Regions from separate parts of the Danio rerio genome. Here region 2 is linked to region 1. Evidence: chromatin contacts called from public Micro-C data. All regions are on one chromosome and are shown on one strand. Each heading gives the region's core, a stretch centred on a gene start, on an enhancer-like site or on the middle of the called end of the contact. The rest is flanking DNA. Distances are from core to core; before and after follow the strand shown. Region 1 holds the start of mpped2a (metallophosphoesterase domain containing 2a). Region 2 holds the start of zdhhc13 (zDHHC palmitoyltransferase 13).

What was found. A called contact is a pair of places that touch in the nucleus more often than the background predicts.
Region 2: a contact with region 1 is called in a Micro-C map of caudal fin, with 6 times the contacts expected there. The contact joins the promoter of zdhhc13 here to the promoter of mpped2a in region 1. A contact is called at or near these places in 2 of 18 Hi-C or Micro-C datasets (caudal fin and an unstated tissue) and 1 of 4 datasets of contacts at active chromatin or transcription factors (caudal fin).

The regions. Positions count from the first base shown.
Region 1 is chr7:16,345,806-16,349,356 of GRCz12tu, reverse strand. It overlaps mpped2a (metallophosphoesterase domain containing 2a), which reads right to left and starts at 2,016. Exons shown (of 7, transcript NM_001017735.2): 1 at 1,119-2,016. It overlaps LOC137496159 (a long non-coding RNA gene), which reads left to right and starts at 756. Exons shown (of 2, transcript XR_011016263.2): 1 at 756-965; 2 at 1,059-3,551.
Region 2 is chr7:16,513,111-16,516,661 of GRCz12tu, reverse strand. zdhhc13 (zDHHC palmitoyltransferase 13) reads right to left here and starts at 1,879. Exons shown (of 17, transcript NM_001008650.3): 1 at 1,777-1,879. The coding sequence starts at 1,800. The region is part of intron 2 of LOC141375331 (a long non-coding RNA gene); the gene reads left to right.

The DNA of each region.
Region 1 (3,551 bases), core at 767-3,266:
CATGAGGAAAATACGTTTTATTTAAAAATACTAAAGTTATTAGTTTAATTACTTTTTAAAACAAACAATTTAGAGTATTTTTACTTCATGCATCTCTCAGGTTTAAGTGTCTGTTACTTCACATCAAACTATTTACTGTATTTTGTTCTGTAGATTTATACATGCAAGAATTAGTAAATATATTTAACAGATAAATAATTTGAGTTTTGTTTTGCGCTCTTTAATATTCCTGCAGCTTAATATTATTTTGCAACAAGTCATTTTTATAAACTAACTGACTGCAGCAAAATCAATCAATATTGTACTTAAATCTACTTACTGTACTATCAAGCCTACATACAATCAACATGCATGAGAAAAATACATTTCATTACAGTTAAAAATACTAAATGTTATTAGATTAATGACTTTTTTAAATTACTTTTTAAATTTTAGAGTACTTTTACTTAATGCATCTCCCAGGTTTACTAAGTTTTTGTTATTTCACGTCAAACTAATTAATGTAATTTTCAAATTCCTCAACAAACAATAAACTAGTTTAGTTTAATATAAATAGACAAAATGCTCATTTTTTTGTTGTTGCACAAAACAATATTCATTACTCCTCGTATTCTGCACGAAAAGAAAATCGCTTTCCTCACCTCAGCTAGCTAGCACCCACTAGCTTTAGCTGCGTAAAAAACCTGCCGTTCCGTTTAATATCTAACATCCATAAACCCGCGTGATATTTATTTGCGCTCAACTCCGCTGCTTCCGCCTGAACAATGCGAGGGAAGAACGATCAAAAAATAAAGCCTGGAAATCACGTTTCAAGAGGGCACTCACACACTCTTCCGAGAGAACGCACAAGAGATCAAGTTCAACCTCCATCACCTCAAAATCGCCGACATGTCGTTTTAAAACCAGGCAAAAAAGTAGCGCGTAAATGTCTAGCGCGCACGCCGCGGAGGGTGATCGTTCCCCGGGTGAGTGGCCGCGCTGACACCGCCGCTCAATGACAAGCCACCTCTAACCCTTTTGTGTCTTATTTTTTTCTCCCCTTTCGCTCCCTGTCTAAGCCTACATTTCCAAACGCACAAGAAGAGGTCGAAAAGCCCCCTCTTTTTCCTCTCGCCCACCTCTAAAGATGTTGCTCCATACACGCCGGGGAATGCAGATGTCGGTAGCCGAAGAGGTGGCACTCGGAGCCGGGCAGGGGCAGGACCCTCGACCCTGGGAGACCCTCCGGCGAGCTGGCGGGAAGAGCAGCGCTGGCAGGCGGCGAATCTCGCACTGACTGGCGGAGAGGGGGAGTGAGTCTAGACCGCAGTCGAGGAAGAAAGGACTGCCACTGGGGTCAGAGAGCAGCGACGAGAGCATAGCCTCCGTACTAGCATGGCGGAGCGAGTATGTATGTGCGTGTGTATGAATGTGTGTGTGTGTGTTACTCCTCCCCTCCCAAAGAAGAGTCTGCCATGATATGCGTTCACACGTGGAGAGAAGAGATCCTCTTTTCTAATGCTTATTCTCCACTCTTTTTTCTTTGTTTTTGGGTGTTGCATTGATTTAATAATCAGACATGCGAGTGTCTCTGTTTTAGGGAGGCTTCAAGATTTGGTTGGTCTTTGTCAAAAATCAAGTGCATGTTTGCAAAGTTTTCTGATTGAATAGGTCTTGTTTTCATACACTGGGTGAAGTCAGGTCAAATGGGCCACTTTTTGGGGGAATTGAATACAGAGTGGATTTCTAGTTTTTTGAGTGTTCAGTGAAGTCTAAGATTATTTTAGGTTGAAAGTATGCAACAAAAAAAAAAAGCTGAAGAGGTATTTCACTACTCATATGTTGGTGATAAAAATGAGCTTGAGAATCTGCTGAAAGAAAAGTGTGAATCGAATGCTCTTTTCATTTGATTTAGTTTATGCTGTGACTGTACAGGAAATGTTTGTGCATGCCAAGTAATCAGACTAAAAATGTTGAGTTTAGACCTATGGTTTAGACTTACTCAACTATTTTAAATTAAATTGTTTCACATGATTTTAATTATTATTTTGATTTTGATCAAATAAATGCAGCTTGGTGAGCATAATACATTTATTTAAAAATAATTAATTATTTAATAAAACAAAGTAAATTTTAAAATGTATTCAGATAGAAAACATATTTTTAATTATAATATTTTACAAGATTTTATTTTTGATCTAATAAATGCAACTTAGTGAGCATAAGACACTTAATAATAATAATAATAATTAATTAAAAATAATGAAACTGTAGTATGCATGTGTGCGTACTCCTCCCCTCCCAAAGAAGAGTGTGTCATGATTCACTCATGGAGAGAAGAGATCCTCTTTGCTAATGCTTATTCTCCAGACTTTTTTCCTAGCAGTGTTCTTTGTTTTTGGGTGTTGCACTGATTTAATAATCAGACCTGCGAGTGTCTCGAGGAAGTGATCGTTTTGAAGGAGGCTTCATGATTTTGTTGCTCTTTTCAAAAATCAAGTGCATGTTTGCAAAGTTTTCTGTGTTAAGATTTAGTGAATAGGTCTTGCTTTCATACACTGGGTGAAGTCAGGTCAAATGGGCCACTTTTGTGGTAAATTGGATTTCTACATAGTTTATTGAGTGTTCATTGAGGTCTGGGTTCATTTTTGGTTGAAAATATGTAACAAAAAAGCTCAAGAGGTATTTCAGTAGTATGTTGGTGATAAAATGAGCTTGAGAATCTGCTGAAAGAAAAGTGTGAATCGAATGCTCTTTTCATTTGATTTAGTTTATGCCGTGACTTTACAGGAAATGTTTGTGCATGCCAAGTAATCAGATTAAAAATGTTGAGTTTAGACCTATGGTTCAGACTGACTCAAATATTTTAAATTAAATTGTTTCACATGATTTTAATTATTATTTTGATTTTGATCAAATATAAGACATTCATTTAAAAATAATTAATTATTTAATAAAACAAAGTAAATTTTAAAATGTATTCAGACAGAAAACATATTTTTAATTATAATATTTCACAAGATTTTATTTTTGATCTAATAAATGCAACTTAGTAAGCATAAGACACTTAATAATAATAATAATAATAATTAATGAATTAAAAATAATGAAACTGTAGTATGCATGTGTGCGTACTCCTCCCCTCCCAAAGAAGAGTGTGTCATGATTCACACATGGAGAGATGAGATCCTCTTTTCTAATCAGATTAAAAATGTTGAGTTCAGACCTATGGTTCAGACTGACTCAAATATTTTAAATTAAAATCTTTCACAAGATTTTGATTATTATCTAAATTTTGATTAAATAAATGCAGCTTGGTGAGCACAAGATATTTATTTAAGAATAAGAATTATTTAATAAAACAAAGTAAACAATTATATAACAAATGTATTTAAATAGAAAGCAAATAGTTTTCATGTTATTATTTCTCAAGATTTTATTTTTGATTAATAAATGCAACTTGATGAGCATAAGACACTTATTATTGATAACAAAAAATGAATAAATTTTTTTTAAATACTAATGTAACAACAATATGTGTGTGAATGTGTGTTAGTCCTCCTCTCCCAAGG
Region 2 (3,551 bases), core at 630-3,129, 170 kb before region 1:
GGGAATATTTCAAATTTAACTTTTAAATATAATACTTATTTTTATAATTATGAACAATTATCAGTGCATTTCTGGGGTCTTACCATTTGACATGCATATCTAAGAATAGCTGACCATACCTTAAAAAGGTCAAAGTATCTCACATTTTAAAAAGAGTTACTAACCTTTGCATGCAGTAATTAGTCTTATCAAGAGTTCTTCTCTGTGATTCAATTTCCTGTCTAACTGTCTTGTGCACAATATTAACAAAATGGCTCAATAAATGGTGGTTACACCATCTTGACATTTCAGAAATTTGAGGTGACAGAAAAAATTCCCCAAATGAATTATAATATTTAAAACAATTGTGCTATATTTACCTTTATTTACTATTAAATATGTCTAATGTAAAATTATGCCAGACTAGCCGATACAATGTTTCATTGAGGCTTTCACATTTTTTAAACAAGGTAAACTATTTGGTACCAATTTTTTTTGGTTACACCACATTGACATTCTTGCAATAATCCCCTAAAAATTTTCTTAAAATGGATTAAAACCAAAAAATTAAACTTGGTCCTCAAAATAGAGAATGTATGCAAGTAATTTGCTTATTTATTTTGAAACTGTAACCTACTTGAATTTATTTAAAAGACATGGACACAAAAAAATGAGCGTCACGTCATTGACCCATATACATATATACATATATACATATATATATATATATATATATATATATATATATACATATATATATATATATATATATATATATATATATATATATATATATATATACATATACATATATATATATATATATATATATATATATATATATATATATATATATATATATATATATGGTTTTTTTTCCTGCTGGAGATATTGTTGTCCTAAAAAAACAACCACAAAAAAATGTAAATAAAAAAAACTTACACATACCTAAGGAACCTTTTTCAAACCGTGGTATACCTTGAAAACGGTTATCGTCCCATGCCTAATCTCATTACATTACTTTTAAAACTGTAACACCTAATGCACATTTGTAAATTAAAACAATTTTTAGTAAACATAAACTAGTATGGTAAGCACTTGTCGGAAATATTTTTGTTGCATCAAAAAGTGGGCTAATGACAACCATCCAACAAGCTAAATTTAGTGCTTAAAAGGTCACTAAAATGCAGCATTTGAACCTCATAATTAGATTGTAACTTAGACCTCATAATTATTAATAGAAAATGAGGCGAATGACTGCGAAAAGGTCCACTTTTTGAGAAAAAAAAGAACCACCCATTTTAATAGACTGGCTATGGGCATACAGAAGTAACGTTACATTCAAGTGTGTTCAACTCATAAACTATCAAACCTGAGGACAGAATATGATAAGGCTAGTCATGTGGTTTCAACATGGCTGTGTCCATAAGAGAGTAAAATTAAATATTTTCAAGACTAGCAGGTAACAGGCTTTATGTCAGATAGGTATTTTAATTACAATTAAGTTACGTGTTTGTCTTGGAGTATGACACTTTAAATTTAGCAATTATTAATTTGAGAGCACAATTGTCAGAAATATAATTTAGTGTATGCTTCAGGTAAACAAATTGTTTGTTCTAGTGATGGTTTAAACTCTGAATCGTCCAGTGATCTAAAAACAGGATTTAGACCCCCATTAATAAACGTAACGTTACACACAGGTGATCAGTTAGCAATAGATGCTAAGTTAGCTTAACCGGTCTTATAAATCCATTAAAAGACAAAACAAAAGAGCACATAAATGATTTTCCCCCTTACTCCGTCTCCTTCTGACCAGTCCATCACTTCTGTACGAGGTTATCCGTGATTTACCATCAAGATTTACTCTGACAGAAACTGAAGTCGGGTGTGCGGTCGGTGCATCTTCCACTTCCTGGATACGAGTGACAAAAAAGTCTGCGTTCTGATTGGCCGCTTCGTCTCAGTGACGCTGAGGGTTACCTTATTTGCATTTCCTGACATACTTGCACTCAAGCGCGAATGCTAATGATAATCTGCATTTATTTATGATTTATGTCCAGATGATTAATTTATTCTAGATTTTCGGTTTCACATACACATGAACATTCATGAGATTTCATGAGATTTCCTGATTTCCTGGAGCTAAGGATTTTAGCACACGCTTCTTCTAACCAGACATACTGGGAATATTTCTAAAAATTTCTTCCATAGTATTTGTGTTTCCTACTATGAATGTTAATGGGCAATAATTGTTTAGCTTTCTTTAGAATATCTGCGTTTTTTTATTTGTGTTCAATAGAAAAATAAAACAGAAAGGTTGAATCCAATGGAGGGGGAATAAACAGTGTGCACGTTTTTATTTTGGTGTAAACTATATGAATAAAAAGCCAATATTTCAAATTAAATGAATAATACACCCAAAAACTCTAATAACCTCATTTTTTCTTTCTCACATGGTTTTAAACTTCTATACGTTTCATTTTTCTGTTGATCTTAAAAGAAGATTGTTTGAAGAATGCTGATACCCATCAACTTCCACTGTAGGTCAAAAAGGTTACGATGGAAGTCACTAAGAAAAACTAAAATAATAACGATAATCTGCATTTATTTTAGCACACGATTCAAGCCAGATATTGTAGGAATATTTCTAAATATTTTTCCATAGTAATTGTTTTTCATACTATGAATGTTAATGGTTAATATATTAATAGGTTTTAAAACAATGGAGGGTGATTAAACAGTGTGTACATTTCTGTTTTTGTGAAAACTATATCAATTTAAAACTAATATTTCAAATTAAATGGATAATACACCCATTCATTTATTCTTCCTCACATTTTAAACTTCTATGAGTTTCTTTCTTCTGTTGATCACAAAAGAAGATATTTTGAAGAATGCTGATACCCATCGACTTACAATTGTAGGACAAAAAAAGTTACTATGGAAGTCACTGAAAAAATAATTGAATAATAAAGATAATTTGCATTTATTTTAGCACACGCTTCTTCTAGTCAGATATATTGGGAATATTTGTTTCATAGTATTTGTTTTCCTACTATGGATGTTAATGATTAATAAATAAAACTAAAAGGTTTGAATCCAATTGAGGGTGATTCAGTAGTGTGTACATTTATTTTTTATTTTTTTGGTTGAAACTATAGAAATAATAAACTAATATTTCAAATTAAATGGATAGTACACCCAAAAAAAATGTTTATTCTTCCTCACATGGTTTTAAACTTCTATAAGTTTCATTTTTCTGCTGATCTTAAAAGAAGATAATTTGAAGAATGCTGATACCCACCGACTGCCATTGTAGGACAAAAAAGTTACTATGGAAGTCACTGAGAAAAACTAAAGTAATAACGATAATCTGCATTTATATGAGCACACGCTTCAAGCCAGATATAATGGGAATACTTCTAAATATTTGTTCCATAGTAATTGTTTTCCTTACTATGAATGTTAATGGTTAATAGATTAAAATGCTTGAATCCAATGGAGGGTGATTAAACAGTGTGTACATTTTAGTTTTTGTGTAAACTATATAAATTAAAAACTAAGATTTCAAA